3 separate regions of the Sus scrofa genome follow, and regions 2 and 3 are each linked to region 1. Evidence: chromatin contacts called from public HiChIP or PLAC-seq data. All regions are on one chromosome and are shown on one strand. Each heading gives the region's core, a stretch centred on a gene start, on an enhancer-like site or on the middle of the called end of the contact. The rest is flanking DNA. Distances are from core to core; before and after follow the strand shown. Region 1 overlaps LOC106504619 (a long non-coding RNA gene). Region 2 has its middle 9.3 kb from the start of PGM2. Region 3 overlaps LOC100510918 (a long non-coding RNA gene).

Region 1 (3,387 bases), core at 394-2,893:
AAAATAAAAGAGCAGGGAACACTTTCTAACTCATTCATTCTATGAAGCCAGTATTACCCCAATACCAAAAGTCCTCATTCATTTCTTTCAAGAGTCTGGCCTCCCTGACCCTTCAATGGAACTATAGCATCACTCCCCCCATACACACACTTATTCCCTCTCCCCAATTTATTTTTCTTTATAGAACTTATTACGGTTGATACATATTTATTTACTGACTTCCTTGTCCCCCTAAGCCCCATCAGAGCAGGGAATTTGAGATTTTTTGTTATTTTTTCCACTGTTGAATTCTCCATGCCTACAATGGTGCTTACCACATAATAGTTGCTCATTAAAATATATTGCAGGAGTTCCTATTGTGGGTCAGCGGAAACACACCTGACTAGTATCCATGAGGACGCAGGTTTGACCCCCTGGCCCTGCTCTGTGGGTGACCGTGGTCTGTGGTGTGGCTCGCAGATTCACCTTGGATCTGGCATTGCTGTGGCTGTGGTGTAGACCAGCAGCTGTAGCTCCAATTCGACTCCTAGCCTGGGAACTTCCAAATGCTGCAGGTGCAGCCCTAAAAACAACCACAAAACAACAACAAAATGTATTGAATGAATAAATAAATGGTCTAACTTTCTTCCACTGAGGAAGAACAGAGTGAAAACTAGAGAACATCTAGGGATTGCAGAACACCACAACCCAGCTGACTTGAAGAAAAAGAGCCTTCAAAGGCAAATAACCAAGAAAGTGTGGTGTCAGGAAAACAAAGGGAAATGAGATTTCTGAAAAGCAGGGAATGGTCAGCAGTGTTGATTAATGCTGAGAAATCAAGTACAAAGAGAACGGAAGTGTCCGCTGGGTTGAGCCGCATGAAGGCCATTGGCCACTTGAGTGAGAGTCACGTGGGGGCATCGCATGGCCAGAAGCCAGAGGCCAGGCTGCTCTGAAGGGTGGCTGAGCCCAGAGCTGGGACCGTCCAACAATGTTTAAACATGTTGTCTTACAAAGAAGAAGGTACAGAGACTGGGAAGTTGCTGGAGAGGGTGTTTATGTGGGAAAGACCTACTGCCGTCTAAAAGACTACGGAAGGAACCAGGGTGAGAAGAGAGAAGAGGCGAGGTCCCCAGCGGGAAAAGCGGGGACCCGGAGCATTGGGGTCCTTGGGCTCGCTGAGCAAGGCGTGCACGTCCCCACCTCAGGCAGCAGGTGAACAGAGCCTCCAGGAAGACAAGACCCTCAGAGCCCTTGTGCCTCACCTGCCAGCCTCAACCAGGACCAGGTCTCCCAACACCCAATCCAGGGTTCTTTTCACACTGGGTGGTTTTTCTTTCTTGCTCACATTAGAGGGTTCAAGGGCGGGGAGTGGGGACAGGAATAGAAACTAAAGCTGATGAGTAGGAAACGCCGACTGAGAGCATTTCAGACTGTTGGAGAGAGTCTTCTTCCAATGAAGATGCTCCCGTTGCTGTGTTGTGTGCCCGTGAACACAGTGGCCCTCCGGCAGCCCCCACTCACCCCTTCCTGGATGGTGGAGGCGCTGCCCTGATGGGTGAGTCTCTGGGGAGACTGGGCATGCCCGGCCTGGCCCCTCGTGCCTCCTCTTCCTCTTCCTCTCTTCCAAACAGCAGAGGAGAAATGCCCTATATGGCTCTCGACCCAACAGGAAGCAGAGCAGTAAAGCTTCACTCCACCCCTGCCCTGTGCAGAGGACAGCGGTAGCCAGAAGGGCAGCCCTGCCAATATTTGGCCCCAGATCCGCAGTCCATTTGCCCACAGATCTAGTCTGCTTTTTCTGCTGTCAGCTTTAACAGGCAGAAAGATGAGATTTGGGGCTCCATCTGCCTTCTCCTCTGTCTTTTTTCTCCCCCCAATGGGTTCAGCAAAGATGGGGAAGAAAAGCACTCACGACGCCAACAGAAATTATACCCTTAAAGGTGGCGTATGCAACTGGAGTCTCAAAATCATTCTTCTCTTGGTATAAAGACCAAAAAAGCATAAAACACAGCAGGAATGTTTTCTGATACCATGTAGACAAAGCAAGAGCCCTCTTCAGAGGCGAGCCCTCAGAGGGTGGGACAGAGCGCCTGGGTCTCTCATGCACGTGGAAAACCCTCAGGGCTTGCTTTCCTAAGTCAGTTGGATCCAAGTGCGAAATCGTGGTTGGTAGTTTTTTCACCTCTTTCCAGGATTCCAGTGTTTTCTGTCTGGAAACAGCCACTGCCACATCCACAAGTTCAAGCTTGAGAAAGTGACCCAGAATCATTGCATGTCAAGAGGCCACACCACCGTAACTGCGCTGCGAGGGCCAGAGAAAAACCTGCCAATGAACATTCTTGGTGGATGAGAAAAACGCATCAGCCCTTGTAAAACGAGGTGTTGGCACCATATTTAGCCAGGGATCCAGCCTTCTCTCCAGCATTTTCGGTGCCAAATAGTCGATCCTAATAATCGTTTCAGAAACAGTCACTATCACCTTCTCCAATTACTCCAGTCTCCGTATTTCAAACTGAAGAATACTGGCCTTAATTGTAGAATTTCTCTCCGCTGCTCCCAAACGGCCATTTGGAAATTCACCAAATACTTTTCAGGCCTATCTGGGAAGACAAGCATGATCAGCAACATCTCCTCCTGCGATTTGGTTTGCAAGGCATCTTAAGAAACAAAGGGGCTGGGGAGTATTCAGAGACCTTATATATAGCACATCGGAATCCCTAGAAGATCAGGGGCTCTCCTTGTGGCTCAGCGTGTTAAGAACCTGACCAAGAGGAGTTCCCACTGTGGCTCATTGGTAATGAACACAACTAGTATCCATGAGGATGCAGGTTCGATTCCTGGCCTCGCTCAGTGGGTTGAAGGATCTGGAGTTGCTGTGAGCTGTGGTGTAGGCTACAGCTCAGATTCTACCCCTAGCCTGGGAGCTTCCCATATGTCACAGGGGCAGCCCTAAAAAACAAACCAAAAAAAAAAAAAAAAATCCATGGAAGGTCAGAAGTCTGGGGTGGGAAATGGGGGCTGCAGGAATATTGCAAAACCCTGCACAGGACTGTGTAGATCCACCCCAACCCTGGGCTTGTGGTGAATGGCCTCCAACCTTCCCATCCTGGCAGCCATGGTTCAGATCTAAAGTTCCAAGGGAGAGGATCTGGCCCTTTTGGTTTCTACAGGGCAGGCACTTCCTCTACCACCACCACCCTCTTCCAAAAATACAGCCGTGGGGGAACGCTCCCTGCAAAGACAATGGGATGCTGTTAGAATGGTGGGGTTGGGGCCCAGAGAGCTAATCAGGGCAAGAGCTCCCCATACCTGGACCCCAACAGGGAGCCCCATGGGCATCAAGTCAGTGGCCTCAAGCATCCGTGACTGTCGCAGAGCGATCCCGGAGCTCTCATTTATTCTAAG
Region 2 (3,387 bases), core at 331-2,830, 320 kb after region 1:
ATTTTAAGGTTAAATTTAATAATTCCTTAATATTATTAAATGTCTATTTAGTGTCCAAATTTTCACATATCTTGTAAGCGTCTTAAATTTTTTTTTTTTTTTTTGTCTTTTTAGGGTCGCACCCACAGCATATGGAGGTTCCCAGGCTAGCGGTTCAATCAGAGCTGTAGCCGCTGGCCTGTACCACAGCCACAGCAACATGAGATCCAAGCTGCATCTGTGACCTACACCACAGCTCACAGCAACGCCAGATACCTAACCCACTGAACCAGGCCAGGGATCGAATCCAGAAACCTCATGGTTCTTAGATTCGTTTCCATTGCACCATGACAGAAACTCCATAAGCATCTTAATTTTTCAAAATTGTTTGAATCAGGAGCCAAATCTTGCCATTGGTTAATAAGGCTATTTTAAACAAACTTGTTGGAATATAGTTATTTACAATATTGTGTTAGCTTCAGGGTGTTAGATAAGACATTTAAAAGATCTCCTTTATCTATCTGGGTTCTTACTAAATTTCCTTGCAATTTATTTATTTATTTATTTATTTATTTATTTATCTTTGCTTTTTTAGGGCCGCCCCCACCGCATATGGAGGTTCCCAGGCTAGGGGTTGAATCAGAGCTATAGCCGCTGGCCTACACCACAGTTCACAGCAACTCCAGATCCTTAACCCAATGAGCAAAGCCAGAGATTGATCCCACAGCCTCATGGATATTAGTTGGGTTTATTAACCACTGAGCCACGATGGGAACTCCCAAAATTTATTCTTTTAATCATGGCTAGCAAAATTCCTAAAAATTTATTCATCGGCTCTGATGAACTAGTCTGAGCTGTCACCAACATACCATATACCTCTCCTAAAATGCGAGCTGCATCCTTCTCTTACCTCACTTGATTACTGTTCAAAATGTTTATCACTACCTGCCATGGTATTATAAATTTGATTTCAACAGTGTCTGTGAACCCTGCTACAATGTAAACTGTTCTTTTTCCAACTTAGTCCCCAGCACCTAGAACAGTGCTTGGTTCATAATAGATGGTCCATAAGAACCTGCTGAGGAATGAATCATTGAGTCTCTTACACTTATGAAGAAAAAGAAAGATGAGTATAATAATAGTGTGACTTATGGATATGGCACCGATACAAAATTTTTCTCTAAAACAAACTAGCATTTCTGAATTTAACAGAGAAAAGTGAACTGCTGGTCACCTTTCTCCGGGGTCCTGATTTCAGGTCTGACAGGAAAATGAGAAGATGCTTATTAATAGACTTTTTCAGTGTACTTGTTACTGGTCACAAACCCAAAGAATACCAACAGCAAACATTTCTGCAAGACCAGCTGGAGTTTAATGGTATATCTCAGTGGAATATGCAAATATCTCTTACTTATGCCTATTTTCATCAAAAAAATCCCTGAAATTGGCTAGTTTTCTCCCAAGACTCATTGTAATAATTCTTTGCACTTGAACTCCCACTAGAGCTCTGATGGTGAAACATTTGTGTTCTCTCAGCCCGGCCTCCTCCTGCCACTTCTCTTTTCCGTGTTCATGGTGCGCCATTGTCTTGCACATCTTCCGCCACCCTCGACCCGTCACAACCAGATCTCAGGGGATGAGTCATTATGTTCATCAGATGGTTGGTGACTAATGAAACGTTACTGCGTCCTTCTGCCTCAGGTGTTTGGGTATTTAAGCAGGCAGTATTGAACTGGTGAACTTAGGAAAGCGCTGTCGTTGAAATGCTCTGCGCCTTGGTTTCTGCCTGGGTCAGAGGAAGAGACACGTGACCGCATCCTCAGCGGGGTGAGAATAAAGCCCCCTCAGAGATTCGTGTTTGGAAACTTCAGCGCCCTCTAGTGTTAGTATGCTCATTCCGCTTAGGAGCAAGCCTTATACTAAAAGCTGCATCTCTACCGAGTGTTGAACATAAGAGACTCAGTAGAAAGAGAAGGATTTTTTTTTTCTCCTGAGCATCACATAATTCCTGATGTTTCTGAAAGACCACTGTTTTGGCAGATTAATATTAAACCTTTTAAAGTCAGAACTCGGAGAATCCCTAGTTTCTGCTTGAGGAGCAACTGGGTGTTATTTGTGCTCCAAATGAAGCTTGGTAATACATTTTTTTCCTTTCCTTTCCTTTCCTTTCCTTTCCTTTCCTTTTTCCTTCCTCTCTCTTTCCCCTTCCCTCTTTCTTTTTCTTTCTTTCTTTCTTTCTTTCTTTCTTTCTTTCTTTCTTTCTTTCTTTCTTTCTCTTTCCTTCCTTCCTTTCTAATGGCCACACCTGTGGAACATGAAGTTCCTAGTCCAGGGATTGAATCTGAGCTGCAGCTGCGACCCATGGGACAGCTGTGGCAACACGGGATCTTTAGCCAGAACCCTTGCCTCTGCAGTGACTCGAGTTGCTACAGAGGGACTCTTAATCCATTGTGCCATGGCAGGAGCTCTGTATTTTTCTTTTTCATCAAGATTACTTTGATCAGGGAGTTCTTATCCTGGCGCAGTGGTTAACGAATCTGACTAGGAACCATGAAGTTGCGGGTTCGATCCCTGGCCTCACTCAGTGGGTTAAGGATCCAGCATTGCCGTGAGCTGTGGTGTAGGTCGCAGACTCAGCTTGGATCTGGCGTTGCTGTGGCTGTGGCATAGGCCGGCAGCTACAGCTCTGATTGCTCCGATAAGACCCCTAGCCTGGGAACCTCCATATGCCATGGGTGTGGCCTTAGAAAAGGCCAAAAAAAAAAAAAAAAAAAAAAAAAGATCTGCCACCTTTTCACCTCAGTCATCTCTAATTCTCCCTGTGTTAATAGGGAGTTTTGTTTGTACTTCTTGAAGGGAAGAGTATTAAAAAGGAGACCAAGAAGGCAGTGCTAAAAGAAGTACTTGCCCCCAATAAAATTATATTGCAAAGATAACACACAAATCATAATTTAAGACAGATGGTCCAGCCTTAAATTCCTTAAAGTACCTTGGTGTTTAAGTCTGGACAAATTTTTTTTTAAGTTTTAAACTTTTCCGTTCTAATCATTGTTCAGCTTTTCTCTAATCTTATTTTCTTCCAATGATTTAATCCCCCATTTTATGCGCAGAGATTAGATTGTCGATTGTGATGACTCATGCATCCTCTTCCTTATAGGAGGATCATACCTCCACCCTTTACTTGCAACAAGCATGGACTTCCTGCTGGAGGAGTAACTTCACCTCCCTATCAAGGTGGGGCTTGGCCATGTGTCTTGCTTTGCTCAGTGGAATGTGAACAGGTGAGACATGGGTTGCATTTGAACAAAAATTAGAACAGGTACCACATCCTTCAGACAGCTCTCTTTTTCTCCACCACTAAGCAGATGTTTCAGATGGTGCTGCTCCTTTGGTTTGCGTCTGGGGATG
Region 3 (3,387 bases), core at 457-2,956, 260 kb before region 1:
CTCCGATTTGTCCCCTAACCTGGGAACCTCCATATGCCGTGGGTGTGACCCTAAAAAGACAAAAAACCAAAAACAAAAACAAAAAAAACAACCTCTACAGGATATTATAAGGAAGGATGCTTGTCTGCATGCATTTGTCCAAACCCATAGAAGGTATAGCACTGAGAGTAATCCCTCATGTAAACTATGGACTTTAAGTGACTGTGATGTGTTCATGTGGGTTCATCCATGGGAACAAACCCGCCACTCTGGTGGGGGATGTTGATAATGGGGGAGGCTATGCATGGGGTGGGGGTGTATGGGAAATATCTTCCCCTCAATTTTGCTGTGAACCTTAAACTGCCCTAAAATATACTGTAATTTAAAAATAGAACAAGCAAGTATGTAAATATAGAAGTGAGACTATTGGAAAATGTATTTACCAGAGGGATTGAAGAACACGTAGCCTATGAAGAGGAGTCTTCCAGCGGTTCCTATTAGCAAAGTGTGACTCAGAAAGATTAAGAGAATTTTTCCTGAAGACCAACACTTCTGTCATATAAATCCGTCACATCTTGCAGTCCCCCAAGACAATCTTGCTGAAGCTCTAGCAAAGAATCACCCCAGAAGCAGCCTGCCGCTCAGAGATGAGCTGCAGTTTCCTATTTGTCACTGTCGCAGCTCCCGGCCCTAATTGCTCCAACCTGTGTGATCAGAGCTCCTTCTCGAGACAGGCTGACTTCTTGAGTGAACGTCCACGTTTACACTGGAACAGCAGGCACTTCCTGGCCGGCCTCCTTCCAGACAAGGAGCCTCTGTTCGCCCTGGGACTGGGGAGGAAACAGCCTCGGACGGTCCCAGCTGGTGAGTGAGGAGCCCCAGCCCTAGGCCAGCAGACTTTACATACGTATTTTTTGAGCCAGGGATGGGAGGCAAACCAACAGGTTATGGTGGTGCCAGCCTTTTCGAAAGCAGCACTTAGCCGTAGTGTTCACAGACGAGCGTTCAGGGCCACACAAATGCCTCTCTACCGGGAATTCCTTTTCAGTGGTAGAGACTTTGCAAAGGTGGGTCATTTCTAAATAAAGAGCTTCTGACAGGCGCTCCTGCGGAAAAATGGTGGTGCACCATCATGGTACTGTTTTACTCTGGAAGTGTGTTTACAGCCTGCTTCAGACCTCTAAAAACGTTGTAGATAGGTTTGAGATTATATTGCTTTACTTGGCTCCTATTAAAACAAAACAAAACAAAACAAAACATGAGGATGCTAACTCGTGTTTCTGCCTGAGTTAGAGGTTAGTAAATTGAATGTGGCTGGTTTGCGGGTCTTTGGTCCACTCCGTGTAAACAGATTCAAATCCCTGCTTTGAGTCAGCTTTGGCCTGCCTTGGGGGGTCAAACGGCGGGGTGGGGGCTTTTGTTAGGGGCCGTCCTGAGTGGGGGTGGGGAGGGGAGGGCCAGGGAGGTGGAGGAATGACAAGTATTACAGGGCTGTAAGTTGCTATTGTCTCACCAGCAAGCTGGTCCGACCAAGCTCCTTTCTTCTGTAGAGGGGAAGCTGGATCAAACGGGAGAGCGAGCTCTGGGGGCTGGAAGAAGGGAGGAGAGGTGAGAGGAGCCAGGGGCGACCTGACCCTCCCTCCCGCCTCCAGCCCCCACGACTCCGCCCCTTCTCCTCGCTGCTGACCCAGGGAGGCGAGAGCAGTGACGGGCTTTGCCAGTGCAGGGCACTAACCGCAGTGACTGCTGGAGCAGAGGCCATTTTCAAAGCCATTCACTCATCAGACGTGACTGAGGCTCTGGAGAGAATTCAGCCCAGCCGGGTTCCTCCCTCCATGCTAATGAAGAAGGCAGTGAGCTGGATAATTAAGGGCAGTGATGTGAATTATTCCACACTGATAATTCCGAGGTCGTGAAATGCATGATGAGGTTGGGGGACAGCAGATTTCCTTTGCCAGCCAAGGCTGGTTTAGGATAAAATGAGCTGCCTTTTCTAAGCACAGAGAGGCTCATCTGGGAGGAGCCTGGGGGGAAAGAAGAGGCTGTAAGGAGGAGCCATCCTGAATTAAGAATTCAGGCAGCCAGTTAAAAACACTTAAGAAGACTGCATATCCACACAGGGAAACACTCGTGATGTGAGTTTAAGTGAAAAAAATACAGAAGCACACCAAATGAGCATTTTGGTCAACCACAGCAATGTATAAAACAAACACCACTAATACCAAAAAAAGTTTATATACATAGAAGAAAGACTGGAAGGAAATATACCAGAATATTAAGGGTACTTATCTAAGTGGTAGAATTGCTTTTATTCTCCTTTCTATTATTATTTTTAAAATTTTCTGGATTTCCCATTGTGGTTCAGCAGTAATGAACCCAACTAATATCCAAGAGGATGCAGGTCCGATCCCTGGCCTCAATCAGTGGGTTAAGGATCTGGCGTTGCTGTGGCTGTGGTGTAGGCTGGCAGCTGCAGTTCCAACTTGACTCCTAGCCTGGGAACCTCCATATGCCACAGGTGTGGCACAAATAAATAAAATAAAATAAAATATTCTATTGACTTGGATTCTTTTATTTATTTATTTTATTCTTCCAGTTTTTTAAAGATATAATTGACACAGAGCACTCAATAAAATTAAGGTGTAGGAGTTCCCGTCCTTGTGCAGTGGTTAACAATCCAACTAGGAACCATGAGGTTGTGGGTTTGATTCCTGGCCTTGCTCAGTGGGTTAACGATCCGGCGTTGCTGTGAGCTGTGGTGTAGGTCGCAGACATGTCTCAGATCCTGCATTGCTGTGGCTCCAGCATAGGCCAGCAGCTACAGCTCCGATTTGACCCCTAGCCTGGGAACTTCCATATGCTTTTTAGGGCTGCACCCTGGGCATATGTAAGTTCCCAGGCTAGGGGTGAAATTGGAGCTACAGGAGTTCCCGTCGTGGCGCAGTGGTTAACGAATCTGACTAGGAACCATGAGGTTGCGGGTTCCGTCCCTGCCCTTGCTCAGTGGGTTAAAGATCCGGCATTGCCGTGAGCTGTGGTGTAGGTTGCAGACGCGGCTCGGATCCCGAGTTGCTGTGGCTCTGGCGTAAGCTGGCAGCTACAGCTCCGATTCGACCCCTAGCCTGGGAACCTCCATATGCCGCAGGAGCAGCCCAAGAAATAGCAAAAAGACAAAAAAAAAAAAAAAAAAAAAGAAAGAAATTGGATCCCCAACCCACTGAGCAAGGCCAGGGATCGAACCTGCATCCTCACGGATACTAGTTGGATTCATTTCCACTGCGCCACAATAGGACCCCTGAGTTTATTTGTTTTTGAAGCAAAATTGACCTACAACACTACCTTAGTTGACTTATTTTCCTATTGAAAAAAGGGCATGCGTCGAAAAAAGAATCTGGCTTGCTTAGCAGA

Evidence for each region. HiChIP or PLAC-seq counts read pairs in DNA pulled down with a chosen protein or histone mark.
Region 2: a contact with region 1 is called in an H3K27ac HiChIP or PLAC-seq map of alveolar macrophages. The contact joins two enhancer-like sites. A contact is called at or near these places in 2 of 47 Hi-C or Micro-C datasets (embryonic fibroblasts and fibroblasts) and 1 of 2 datasets of contacts at active chromatin or transcription factors (alveolar macrophages).
Region 3: a contact with region 1 is called in an H3K27ac HiChIP or PLAC-seq map of alveolar macrophages. The contact joins two enhancer-like sites. A contact is called at or near these places in 1 of 47 Hi-C or Micro-C datasets (heart right ventricle) and 1 of 2 datasets of contacts at active chromatin or transcription factors (alveolar macrophages).

Annotation. Positions count from the first base shown.
Region 1 is chr8:29,619,342-29,622,728 of Sscrofa11.1, reverse strand. LOC106504619 (a long non-coding RNA gene) reads left to right here. Exons shown (of 3, transcript XR_001298249.2): 1 at 1-1,537. Among named protein-coding and RNA genes, the nearest start is that of MIR9840, 72 kb to the right of the region's middle. Within about 2 kb of position 1,643, at least 18 of the 83 cell types and tissues checked have an H3K27ac peak or open chromatin away from gene starts, as enhancers often do. A contact at or near this core is called in alveolar macrophages, where this site is marked.
Region 2 is chr8:29,296,629-29,300,015 of Sscrofa11.1, reverse strand. No RefSeq gene overlaps it. Among named protein-coding and RNA genes, the nearest start is that of PGM2, 9.3 kb to the left of the region's middle. Within about 2 kb of position 1,580, at least 27 of the 83 cell types and tissues checked have an H3K27ac peak or open chromatin away from gene starts, as enhancers often do. A contact at or near this core is called in alveolar macrophages, where this site is marked.
Region 3 is chr8:29,878,975-29,882,361 of Sscrofa11.1, reverse strand. All of the region lies in intron 2 of LOC100510918 (a long non-coding RNA gene), which reads left to right. Among named protein-coding and RNA genes, the nearest start is that of KLF3, 140 kb to the left of the region's middle. Within about 2 kb of position 1,706, at least 26 of the 83 cell types and tissues checked have an H3K27ac peak or open chromatin away from gene starts, as enhancers often do. A contact at or near this core is called in alveolar macrophages, where this site is marked.